Regions from separate parts of the Sus scrofa genome. Here region 2 is linked to region 1. Evidence: chromatin contacts called from public Hi-C data. All regions are on one chromosome and are shown on one strand. Each heading gives the region's core, a stretch centred on a gene start, on an enhancer-like site or on the middle of the called end of the contact. The rest is flanking DNA. Distances are from core to core; before and after follow the strand shown.

What was found. A called contact is a pair of places that touch in the nucleus more often than the background predicts.
Region 2: a Hi-C map of embryonic fibroblasts shows a contact between it and region 1, with 2.2 times the contacts expected there. The contact joins the promoter of FRMD6 here to the enhancer-like site in region 1. A contact is called at or near these places in 3 of 47 Hi-C or Micro-C datasets (embryonic fibroblasts and fibroblasts).

The regions. Positions count from the first base shown.
Region 1 is chr1:181,135,263-181,142,131 of Sscrofa11.1, forward strand. The region is part of intron 1 of LOC102162767 (a long non-coding RNA gene); the gene reads left to right. Among named protein-coding and RNA genes, the nearest start is that of FRMD6, 200 kb to the right of the region's middle. Within about 2 kb of position 4,554, at least 5 of the 83 cell types and tissues checked have an H3K27ac peak or open chromatin away from gene starts, as enhancers often do. A contact at or near this core is called in embryonic fibroblasts, where this site is marked.
Region 2 is chr1:181,335,813-181,342,246 of Sscrofa11.1, forward strand. It overlaps FRMD6 (FERM domain-containing protein 6), which reads left to right and starts at 2,592. Exons shown (of 14, transcript XM_021101841.1): 1 at 2,592-2,866.

The sequences.
Region 1 (6,869 bases), core at 3,304-5,803:
TGGGAGGTTCTTGGGGAGAAGCACGAAAATCAGTCTTCGGGGCAGTTCTACAAAAGGACATGTGGTGTCTGCTATTGGTTTTGAGATTCCATCCAATGAAAAAGGAATTTCAGAATACAGTAAATTTTTTCCTCATGGCGTAGGTGATTCTCAGGCTAAGCCACATCTTCTCTTTGTCAGTGCTGGTATAGAATGTGTCAGAGCCACAAAGAAATCGCTGGCCCATTGTTCCAGAGCAGGCCAACTAAAGCCTTGTAGTCCCTAATCTGAAATCCTGTCTTTCACGAGCTTGGTAGTATTCACAGTGATCCCAAAGAATGTCATCAAATGATCATAATTAGACTACACTGAGTTAACTTTATTCTTCTTAATAAATATGTATTAAAAAGCATACAGTAGAGGTATCGGATAGAAGCAATGAGGGTCAAAGCCTGGACGTCAGGAACATTGACTGAATTCAATCCCAATAAAACATAATCCCACAGCTGGATGATTCCTTAGGTCCCCCAGGAGCCACCAGCTCTTAGGTCAGTGGGGAAGAACAGATGGCATCACTGGTAGGTCCCATTCTGATTTCCTCTGCCTGGAAATCTGCTTCATCTCAGCTGGAGATTTCAGCTTTTTCTGATGGCAGTGATTTCCATCTGGGCCTGTGGTAAAGAATAAACCTCTGAACCATTAAAATTCATAAAGCCATTAGCAGTTAATATGTAAAAATCTCTTGAGGTGTTTTTGTGCACATGACTGTGGTCTGTTTTGTGTGAAAACAGTCACACCTGTGGAGAAAATTCAATATACTTATAAAATTTGAGCTCTTATGCCAAGACCCTTTGACTCATTGTCCCAGAGATGAGGTAAGAATTATATGAGACATCAATGGTGAAAATGCTAGTTTGAAGATGATAAATGTCTCTAGCATCTTCTTATGCAGCTCTCTCTAGGGAAATGTGTGGAAGGAAATCTGTGTTAAGATTCTTTGAGTTTCAAAAATTTAGCTAGGAATTACAATACAGTCGTTTCAGTATTAGATAGAAATCTAGAAAGAGGGAAGACCAGAGCAAAGGTCATTGACAGGGTAGACTTCTTGCTCACCCTAAATGTCTTATGACCAGGAGGGTGGTCTCTGACCATTTCTTTTCTCTCTGAGGAAAAGCAACCACCCACTGCTTTGGACAGCATCTGGCATCTTCCCCAAATGAAGGCCAACCAAAATATCCCTCCAAACATTTCTTTGAGAACAGAGTAGAGCAGACATGAGGAACCTACTTCCTTCCAGGATGCAGGAGTGATGTAGGCTAAGAGTGACGTGGGAAGATGGTGAGCAGGTACCCTTTCTAATGAGGTCAGTACCACAGAAAAATATGAATCTGGTATTTTCAGATATTTAGACTTCTCAAGAGATTCTAAGATTTTAGATTTTTATTTTTTATTTTTAAAAATTTTAGTCTATTTATAGCCACACCCCTGCATGTGGAAGTCCCCAGGCTAGGGGTCAAATCGAAGCTGTAGCTGCCGGCCTACACCACAGCCTCAGCAATGCCAGATCCAAGCCACATCTGCAATCTACACCACTGCTCATGGCAATGCTGGATCCTTAACCCACTGAGCCAAGGCCAGGGATCAAACCTTTGTCCTCATGGGTACTAGTCAGATTCATTTCCACTGAGCTGTGACAGGAGCTCCAGATTTTAGATTTTTAGTTGAGATTTCTTGATTTTTAAACATTGATTTTTTTTTCCCATGTAGGCCAAATAAACCATGTCTTTGGGCTGGATCTGACCTGCTCGCTACCAGTTTTCAATACAAATGGATATGTTCCATGAATTTTAGTTGAGGTCACCTAGTGCCATGCATTTTCCTAGATGCCATCTAAGAGTCACCTGCATCTGCTCCTGGGAAGTTCACAATCCAGAGGGGAAGAAAGACTGACTGGCAAGTGGATCATCTGAATACACCGTGGGCTGTGGGCAGCGTACCTGAGGGACATGTCAGAGTACCTGTAGAGCAGACGTGTCGTGGAAGGCCATCTAGAGGCAGTGAGGCTGGAGGATTTGCGTCTTTAACCTTGAATGTTGAGTGTTAACCAGTGAAAAAGGTATGGGGGTAAAGAGATAAGAACACAGTAGGAAGAATTCACAGCTGGAGCTGGGGATGAGCAGTCTGGACTGTGGAAATACGTACATAGCTCAGTGACTGACACAATGTGAGACTGGGCCTGGAGGGTCCAAAGAGGACTTTTCCATGTTAACTTGTTTGGGCTTTATCCCAAGAACAATGGGGAGACTGTGTAATGTTTTAAGCAGGGCAGAGATATGGCGAGATTTCTGTTTGAAAATTCTCTTCAGCATCTGTGTGAAGCCTGAATCTAAGGGAGAAGAGTGGCATCAGAGATTTAGGAGCTAGGATATGACAACAGGCAAGAGATAGGGTATGAGCTGGGGGTGGAGAGGAAAGTAGGGGTTTGATAACTGTTTAGGAAACTAAATTGGAAGGACACGGAGATTGAAGGAGAAAAAAAAGGGGACAGAGCCAAAGATGAATCCCAGATTCTGGACCCGATGATGAGTGGATGGTGGTTAGGGTTACATCTCTGTTTGCCTAGGACTGTCCTATTAATACAGGGAGTCCCACATGCTAGGAAGCCCCATAGTTAGTGAAAATAGTGATGATTTGCTACTCTGGTGATGGTTCTCCAACTAACAGGGGGAATAGTAGAAGATATAAGTTTGGGAGGTTGGGGAGATAATGAGTTGATTTGGAGCATGCTGAATTTGAAGTGCCACTGGACATCCCAATGAGGGGGGGGGGGGTCCCTGTAGAATAAAAAGAGAAGTAGGTCTAGAATGAAACTCTGGAAAATGAAACACAAAAATCCTGATGTCTAAGGGGCACATGGAGAAAGAAAAACCTACAAAAGAGATTCAGTCAGGGGGTGCAGGGAGAACAGACTGAACATGGACTCTTGGAGCAAAGTGAGTAGAGTGTTTTTCAAGGGATGAGCAGACATCAGGGTCAAAGGCAAGACAGATGTCTAGTACCATGAGGAGACAGGACTGTGCCTCTATACCAGTGAACTTAAGGGAAACTCCCACAGTGGTTTGATGGGTAGAAGCCCTGTTGCTCCCAGGGAGGGGAGTGGATGTGAGTTAAGAAAGTGGAGACAGTGGCTACAGTCTAATGACTTGAGAAACTTGAGGAAGAGGGACAAGTGAAGTGAAGCAGAAGGTGGAAGACCATGTGTGGTCAAAGGGGAATTATATTCTTTAAGGTGAATGAGAATTAAACATGCTTATAAACTGAGAGAGGGAAATTGGTAAGAAGAGGAAAATTAATAAAGTGGCCAGGAGAGGTAGTTAATGGATCAGGGCCCGTGGGTGATATGGGTTGGACTCAAAGGCGCAAAGGAAGATACTGGCCTTAAAAAGTGGAGACAGGACATGATACACTCTGGGACGCCGAGAGAGAGGGAGAGGGAGAGAGAGGAGAGAGAGGGAGAGAGAGGGAGAGAGGGCAGGCTAAGCTGATGCTAAAGGAAAGGAGGAATGACTGCCTGAAATGGAGAGGCCCACGATGAAGGGTTAGTGTCACGGAGAAAAGAGTAAGAAGTGAAGACATATTGAAGCAAAGGATGGACCTATTGGAAAAGTACCTCAGCCACTACTTTTAAGAAGAATGAGTATGGAATGAGTATCTAGAGATTCAGAATATTTTCAGATCACAGTGGACAATTTTTAGAGAACCCCTATAAAAAGATGTTGCAGAACTGACTAAAACCACACTAACCGCACTATTTGATTGAGAGGATTATCCATTTATTCTCTTTGGCATTAAAGGATCTGACTCAGATTGAAATAGCATGTATGCACACTGCTATAGACTGAATGTTTGTATCTGCCCAAAATTCATATGTTGAAACCTACTGCCTGGTGAGATGGTATCAGGAGATGCAGCCTTTGGGGAGTGTTTAAGTCATGAGGATGAGCTCCTTATGAATGGGAGTAGTGCCCTTATAGAAATAGACACCAGAGAACTCCCTTGCTCCTTCCTTCATGTAAGGTCCCAGCAAAAACATAGCTGTCTAGGAAGTGGGCCCTCACCAGACACCAAGTCTGTTTGAATGATCTTAGATTTCCAGGTCTATGAGGAACAAACTTCTGTTGTTTATAGGCTACCCAATCCATGGTATTTTTGTTATAGCAGCAGTAAAAGAGAGACACACACACACACACATAAATAATTTACCACTTTCTAAAATAGGGATTAAATCTATAAAAGTATTGTTTTCAGACATGGGCTGAAGAGAAGTTTTTACTAGAGTAGGAGGCCAATGCATAACTACAGAAAGGCAAAGTAAAAAAAAAAAAAATTTCCATTTAAACGTGTGTTCAGTTAGGTTCAGTTTAGAAATTATTGAGGAGCCATTCAAAGCTAATCTTGAGATACACACTTTAAGAGGAAATTACCGCAGTCAATGAAGCAGGGCTCTGCTCCTTGCCAGTCTGTGGGTGAAGCCACAGCAGCATGAAGCCATCAGCAGGAGCCAGTGCCCCGCCAGCAGCCAGCAGGGAGGTCTCCTTGCTGCCCCAGTGAGTCATCTTTGCTCACAGCTGGATGCCTCTCCTGACACAGGGAAATGCCATGGCATTTCACTAGTTCTGCTTATTCTGATCAACGACTAGAAGCCCCATGGATGATGCTTTTCAGGGTATGGGCTTAACCTTCTGCTGCTGCTCTTTTTTTTTTTTTTAATTTTTAAAATTTTTCTCTGCCATAAAAGCAATAATTGCCCTTTGTAGACATTTTGGTCAATCAGAAAAATAGAACTAAGACCAAAAATATTGCCTCTTGGAGTTCTCGCTGTAGCACAGTGGGTTAAGAATCCAACTGCAGCAGCTGGGGTTGCTGCAGAGGCACTGGTTTGATCCCCTGGCCCCACGTAGTAGGTTAAAGGATCTGGTGTTATCTCACCTGTGGCGTAGGTCACAGATGTGGTTCAGATTCAATCCCTGGCCCGGGAACTTCCATATGCTGTGGCTTCAGGCATTTAAAGAAAAATTGCCACTATGTCAAGCAGTGTTCACATTTTGGCACATTTCCTTCTCATCTTTCCATCGTGGTTTTCAAAATGAAGAGGACTAGGCCCTTCCTTTCGGAGAAGATCAGTTAATTCCAGGACAGGAAAATCCTGGCAGAGGCACCAAAAGATCTGTGTTCCAATCCCAGTTCTACCTCTGTGGAGCTTGTGGCCTTGACATCTGGCTACCCTCCCGAAGCTGCTAACCAGAGTCATGAGACAGTGGCGCTGGTTCGCAACCTCCAGAGCCTACTCCAGCCCTCAATGTCATGGGCCTATGATGTTTTAACTCCCCAGAAAAGTGTGCTTTGGGATTTGAATTCTTATTGAGCAGTTGTAGCTCCCACTCTGAAATCCAGTCTGCTGAAGCTGTGACTGATTGATTTCAAAGGAAAGCATTTTGAAATGATGGGACTTCTCTACCATCCTTTTATTAAATCCTGGAAATTTGGGAGAGGGTGAAGCACTGAATGAGGGTGCATCTCAGTGCATGGCACATATCAGAGAATCTGTAATGACACGAGGCTTATGATCATCCAGTGAACTGTATAAACCCAGTGGCTTCATTCTAGCTAATAATTGAATTAAAAATCAGGAGTTACACATTCTTTTTCTCAGACTATCTTCCATTATGTTCTGTCCCAAGAGATTGGATATAGTTCTCTGGGCTTTACAGTAGAACCTCATTGCTTATCCATTCTAAAGGTCGTAGTTTACATTAACTGTACTTAAATTCAATAAAATAAAAAACTGGTCTAAAAATTGGGAGTTAAACCTACTAAATCTGGCTTAGAATTTCACAAACTGTGTTCTCAGAACAAAGAGGTATTCTCTAGAAAAAGAGAGTCATAATCAAGTAAGTTTAGGAAAGATTAGGATAAATCAAAAGTAATGGGCTTCTTTACTGTACAACTTCTTAGGACTTGAAATATGTTTAGATGCATTGGCACTGCCAATGGGCAGATGGAGTCTGCATCCTAAGCTCACCTGATGATGGGAGCACTTAGTCAAGACACACCTATTCACAGCCCAAGAATATAGTCTCCCATACAACACAGTTGGAGCAATACTGTTCTAGCTCCTTCTTCATGTTCCCAAAGAAGTGCCTTTTTAAGGCACCATTTTTGATCTTTCAATAATCATATTATGGCTGCTCTGGTCATTGAGGTAATATCCTGAGCTAAATTTTTCTCTCTCTTTCTTTCCTTCTTTCTTTCTTTCTTCCTTTCTTTCTTTCTTTCTTTCTTTCTTTCTTTCTATCTATCTATCTATCTATCTATCTATCTATCTATCTATCTATCTATCTAACTATCTATCTATCAATCATCTATCTATGTTTGCTTTTTAGGGCCACATCCACAGCATATGAAAGTTCCAAGGTTAGGGGTCCAGTGGGAGCTGCAGCTGCTGGCCTATGCCACAGCTACAGCAATGCCAGATCCGAGCTGTGTCTCCAACCTTCACCATATCTCATGGCAATACCGGGTCCTTAACCCACTGAGTGAGGCCAGGGATCAAACCCACATCCTCATGGATACTAGTCAGGTTCATTACCACCAAGCCACAATGGAAGCTGCTCTGAACTAAATTTTTACAACTCATAACTTCCTTGATATCTTTCTCTCTTTTTAATGATCACACCTTTAGTGTATGGAAGTTCCTGGGCTACGGACTGAATCTGAACCAAAGCTGCAACCTACACCACAGCTGTGGTAACTAACACCTGATACTTTAACTCACTGTGGCCGGGCCGGGGATTAAACCCACACCTCTGCAGCAACCTGAGCCACTGCAG
Region 2 (6,434 bases), core at 1,342-3,841, 200 kb after region 1:
ATGGAATGAGTAACTTCTTCCTAATAAAATTAAAGCAAAAATATAGTGTTATGTTAATATGTAAATGCTATGGAGACCGTATTAGTTTAAGATGTGTTTTAGATGATGTTTCACTTGATGGGCAATGTCCCATATTTAGGAAAATTTCCCATCATACCAGTGAAAATAAATGTAAATATCAGCATCAAAGAGTCAAAAAATATAACTTTGATTACCTACAAAACTGCACTCTTTATTGTAATAAGCACAGAAAAAAATTTCCTGTGATAAGAAACATGTAAAATAACCCACCTTTTCTCAGTTCCATTTCCATCTTGAATGGATTATGTGTTGTTTTCCAAATCAGTTCTTTCCAAATTTTATGTTTCAGGGATTTATAAAACCAATTTTAAGAGTTTTAAAGTACTTAGTTTACAAAAATGTACCACATAAGAGGTTATGTTTATCATGGTATTCATACTGTTAACATAATCATGATTCGAAAAATATTCATATAGTAAATTTTGCTATAATCAAATTTTAGACAATCCAATCTTAAACACATGATTTTAAAAAGTGGTTTAATATTATTTTGCTCCTTGGGTTACCTAATCATTTTATATTGCAACAGTGTTTTACAATCTAACAATATGTTGTTTTTATCTGCTAGATGTTTAAGCATGAAACCTGAAAAGAAATCAGATTTAGGAACTGTTTTCCAAGATAGTAATATATTCCTCACTTGTCTCATTTATCTTCACATATGAAAAAATAGATTATCTCATTAGATATAAAATTAAGACCTTACCAACTACTGTTCAATATGCACTGTTTGTGAATGCATGTTAAGAGGAAAAGTGTAATTCTCCACTTTTAAATGCTAACATTGTAATAAACAAATTTTTAAGTTAGTCTAGTAGTTAAATATAGCTAATTTAAAAGGCAGTCATTGGAACACAATTCTTGTCTTATAATGGAGTCATAACTTCATGAGTGCAACATCCTTAAAAGCTGCTCTGCTTTATCAGAAATAAGCTGGGGGGTGGGGTGGAGAAAGTTCTCTCATGGCTCAGGGGATTAAGGATCCCCTGTGGTCACTGCAGCGGCTTGGGTCACTGCTGTGGCCCCTGTTTGATCCCTGGCCCAGGAACTACCATATGCTGTAAGCAAGACCAAGAAAAAGAAGCTCCGCATAAAAAAAAAAAAAAAAAAAAAAAAAAAAAAAAAAAAAAAAGGAGTTCCCGTCGTGGCGCAGTGGTTAACGAATCCGACTAGGAACCATGAGGTTGCGGGTTCGGTCCCTGCTCTTGCTCAGTGGGTTAACGATCCGGCGTTACCGTGAGCTGTGGTGTTGGTTGCAGACACGGCTCGGATCCCGCGTTGCTGTGGCTCTGGCCTGGGCCGGTGGCTACAGCTCCGATTAGACCCCTAGCCTGGGAACCTCCATATGCCACGGGAGCAGCCCAAGAAATAGCAAAAAGACAAAAAAAAAAAAAGAAGCTCCGAAGGTATATTCTCAATGCTCAGTTTTAATGTCACAGTTCACAGAATGTAAAAGCTGAATGAAACAACCATTACAAACTTTAGTCGCGATGAACAAACGGAATTTCTTTTGCCATGCAAACAAGGCACACAAACGTGCCTTCAACCAATAACAGCCAGCTTTACATATTTATGGTTGATCAAAAGAGCAGGGCAATTTTAAAGTTGGCTTCTGATTTGGGATAGTGTCCTTTCTCAGGTCCTCTGCCTTCTTCTTGTCTCCTTGTCATGTCCAGACACATCCTTTAGTGAGGGGCCCTTTGGGAGCACTACTGTAGCTCCTGGCCAGGGGTCAGGAGTCCACAGAAGACCTAGGAGATTGGAGGTCTCGGGCCTGAAGGCCACGTGGAGGCTGGTCCCAGTGGATGCTTAGCCCTTCCCTAGATCCAACAACTAAAAGTGGTAAAGAAACCTCCTGATTTTGGGTCTTAGTGCCATAAAAATATCTTCCACTGGCCCTCTGCATCACTTGCCTTGGCAACCATCGAGAAAGAGCGGGCAAATATAATTTCTAAGGGGCCACTGACACTAAAACCACAGCGGATAGAGGCTGCGTCTACCTGAAGAACTGGCAAGAGAGAGTTAGCGGAGGCGACTTGGCTTCCTCTGCGGCGCCCCCTCCATCCAGTATAAAACCCGCGAAGCAGCGGCGACCCGAGTGGTGGGTGGGCAGGTGGGTGCAGGACCGGAGGGAAGCAAGGAATCACGAAGCCTCCTCCGCAGGTACCGCCTCCTCTCTCAACGGCCTCCCCACAGTCATTCTGAATTAGTAAAATAAAGCTCAGGCCAAACAGCCACCCCCAGCCAGCGCGACTGAGCTTTGGTGGGAGCGATACCCGGGAGCGGGGGATGGACGGAAGAAAGGCCATTAGGCCAGAAAGTGGGAGAGCTGACAGTGTCCCCTTGCGCCACTGTTTCCGTGGTGAGGGAAAGACTTAGATCGCCGCGGTTCTAATACAGCATCCTTGTGCAGGACCCGGAGGCGTGGTATGCTCAGCTTTCTCCCGCCCGGGACTCGCTGCACCCCTCCGCTGGACGCTTGGTTGGGCCCGGGGCGGGGCCTGCAGGAGCTCCACGTGCGGCTAGGAGCTGGGTGCTGGGCTTCAGCGGCTCTGCCACCGCCCCCGCTACCTCAGGGCGGAGGGGGGAGGAGCCTCAGGGGGCGGGGCGAGAGGCGTGGGCGGGGGCGGGGCGAGAGGCGTGGGCGTGGGGCGGGGCGGATGTGGAGCGCTAGTCCGGCTACCCTGACCGAGGGGCTGAGAACAGTGGGGCAGGCGCGGCACCGGCAGGAAGGCACGGAGAGCTGACGGGAGTCCGACACCTGGTGCTCCGGACTTTCTCCGAGGTACGAGCGGGAACCCGGCCCCTGGGGTTCCCCCAAACCGCCCCCTAGCCGGGCCACCGCGCCCCGGCCGCTCACTGTGCCCCCTGCCGGCCGGGTGGCGGCGGCGGCGGCTGGACCGGGCTTCGGGAGGGTTTCTGAAAGTCGCGAGCCGCAGCCCAGGCAGTGTCCCCTTCTCTGCGTCTTTCTTCGCCTTCTCCGCGTTCCCTCGCTCCGGGCGTCGGGCACCGGGCGGGAAGGTAGCTTCTCTGCGAGTCGGAGCTCGCCTACGCCGGGGTGGGAGGACGGGGCCCCGGGGCAGCCGAGCCGGCCAGCGAGGGAGGCGCGGAGCTCCGGGGCCGGCTCTGCGGCGAGGGCGGGAGGCCAGCTGGGGCTGCGGGCTGTGCCCCCGGGCTCAGTGCCCGCGCTCGGTGGTCGCCGGCGCCCTGTGTTGGGGGCGCCTGCCCGTCGCGTCCCGTCGCTGTGCCCAGGCTTCGGGTGTAGCCCCTGAGCCGCGAATTCTTGGGTGCCGCGCGGTACCGCCTGTTGTGCGCGCGCCGGCCGGGTTAGCCCGGCTGCGGAAAGGGACCCGAGCGCCGCGTCTTGTCCCACCGTCCCCGTGAGTGCCTAGTCGGGGGAACCAGAAACTGAGCTCGGGCTTGGGGACGCCGGAAGGAGGCCTCGGTGGGTTAGGAGTCGGGGGTGCGGCCTGCAGAATTTGTGTTCGGGGAGGAGCTGGCGACGCGCAGGCCGGACCCCGGGCCATGGAGACCCCCAGCCTCTGCTCGGGGAGGGGCCAGGACTTGTCAGGAATGGACAGTTGAGGGCCACCCGGGTGAGGTCCACAGGGCTTAGAGCAGCACCTCGACTACCGGGACAGTATAACCTACTGGTGAGGGCGTTTTCTTGAAGGCAGGAAGAAATGGAAAGCTGTCAAAATAAGCATATTTTAAAGTTGCAATGAAAGTTGGCAGGTTTTCAGGCCGTGCACTTGCGTAGCTAGTGTCCAAAGAAATATTAGCTCCTTGACACTCTTTTCTTTTGCATTTCTCAGCAAAAATCTGTTTTGCCAGTATCTCCCCTAGGAGTTGTGCATTGCCCTCAGCGGGGAAGGAAAACTTCAGCAAGTGTTGTCGGTTGCTTTTGACTTCAAGCCTGTGCTCTCCAACCTTCTTGACTGTGGACAAAAAGTATCTCTTGCTAGATTTCCCGTGTAGGATTCTGTCTATTCTTCTGTGGGCCCTGATGCTGTTTGTTTATTGCTTTTATAAGCATCTATTTAAATTTAGTTGTTGCACGAAATACTCCGCGTTGCCACAGGGTGTAGTTTGGGAATTAGAGAATACTGTTGGAGAAAGCTGCTAGTGGCTTCATTTTGCAAGAATGTAAGTCATTTCCTTTCTGTGATTTTAGGGAGTTGATACTTCACAGCATCAAAACTTCGTGGGGAAAATTTTCCGTAATACATCTGTCATTAAATAGGCTTTTGACTTTTGGATTTCTCTTTTCAGAGCAGAGCATAAATTTAGGGCCAGCAATGTTAAAGGACCAGAAGTTTTTTGGAATCTATAGCAGTAGGAGACTTGTAGAAAGTAATTTTAACAACCACCAAGACCTACAAACCGCCTGTAGGAGTGGGGGAGGGGAGAAGAACAGAAGAGAGGCAGGAAAACAGATGCCTGTGCTGCTGTCCTTTGTAGTATAAAACTTCGAGCATTTAATCATTTTCCATGGATGTGGTTTTGAGAAATAAAAGTATTAGGTGAAAAATGAAAATACTCCACAGTATGAGACAGCTGACATTTGAATGCTCTTTCAGGATGTTCGTAAATATATTGGATTTGTATTTCATATTAAAATGGACTTCTGGGATTATTAGATGAGAAGGGTCCCCCAGGGGATATCTCCTATCTGTAGGATATCTTTTCCAGAAAGCAGACCGGCTGTAATATGAACTAATCCTTCTCCCCTCCCCCCCGAATTGCTTGTATGATTGCCTGAGATCTGACACTGATGGACCACAGAAATCAGCCGTTCTTGGGGGGCTCCAGACATTTTAAGGGACAGGAAATCTTTTTTTGTTTCTCTCCCATGCTTTTTAGGGGGCAACCAGGGGTAAGCTACCAGCTTCAAATACATAATTTGAGCTTGCAGATTTTAGATGCTCATGGCTGTACAGGAAGACAGCATGGGCCAGGATGAAGACTACAGTTTTTGAAAGCTAACTGTCCATATGCTAACTCAAAATTATTAGCTACAAGTTCTTTAAAAACTCATGGAATTGTGCTGATTGAATGGGGGGGGGGCACGTGGAGGTTATAGAGCTTTTCTAGTTTCGGAACTTTGTTTCCACTTTTACTAGGCTTCTAAAGCTTTTGAGTTTCAGAATTTATGACATAATAGTCTGTGTACCCTTTTGTGGCAGATGCTTGAAATGAAAGTTTCAAACAATTGTTTTTGACTGAGCTGTCAGGTTCAGAGTTTAGTGTAAATGAGTCTTGTCTCACAACTAACCTTTTTGATAGAGGAATTCTTTGTAGTTTTCAACTTGAATGTTGCACATTTTGATTTCTAAGGCTGTGGGTTGTTTTTTTTTTTTTTTTTTAAATAAAACCTGCAAACAATTATTTTATTACATGAAAGTCAGTACCAAGAAAAGATTAATTCAGTCCAGATGTAAAAATGTATGTGAATTTTAGGTTTGGATGAGCTCAACAACTTTTCCCTTTTGTATATGAGGCTGCCTGGATCCCAGATGGCATTCACAAATTATCCCTTAGGTGGTTTTCTGAGTTCAGAACTAAATTTCATGGGCCTTCTCTAAAGTCATTTCAATATTGTTTTAAGTTTCCTAAAGGATAGAAAGTTTTATACATTTATGCAGAGATGGATTTTTTCTATAACTTATTAATACCAGACTCATAAATGCCTTGTTTTGGTAGATGAAGCCTAAGGGGCAACTGGAGGTATTCAGTATTGTGTATCCTTTTTTTTTTTTTTTTTTTTTTTTTTAATTAAGAGGTCAAATCTCCAGTTATAAATATTGAGCCACAGCTGCAGCAACACTGGATCCTTTAATCTACTGCACCAGTGATGGAACCCTCACCTCTGCAGCCACCCAGGCTGCTGCAGTCAGATTCTTAACCCACTGTGCCACAGCAGGAACTCCAGTATTTTTATGGGCAAAGCATGGTGGCTTTGACTCTGATTTATGCAATTCCAGCTTTCTGCTTTTAAAGAAAAAAGATTTAAGTGTGTTTACAATCTGGAATAGAATCCTGTTGTAACAGATTTTGTGGTTTCTGATATAGCAGTTGATGTGGTTTCTGATATAGCAGTTGATCCTTGTATGATGAACGTCTGCCCTCCTTTCTCAACAAGAAATAACAAACACAATTTATAAGAAAAGTCCAGTATATTTTTAGCCTGTCCTCCAAACATCAGAGTTATAAAGGGTGTGTGGTATCCACTTAAAGTTATATATTTTTAGGAAGTCTTTTTATGATTATGTAATTATACATTTTGGGTGTTTGATTACATTGTGATTGTGTATAAAACAGTCCAGTGTGTTGGGGGCAGGGGAGAAAGATTT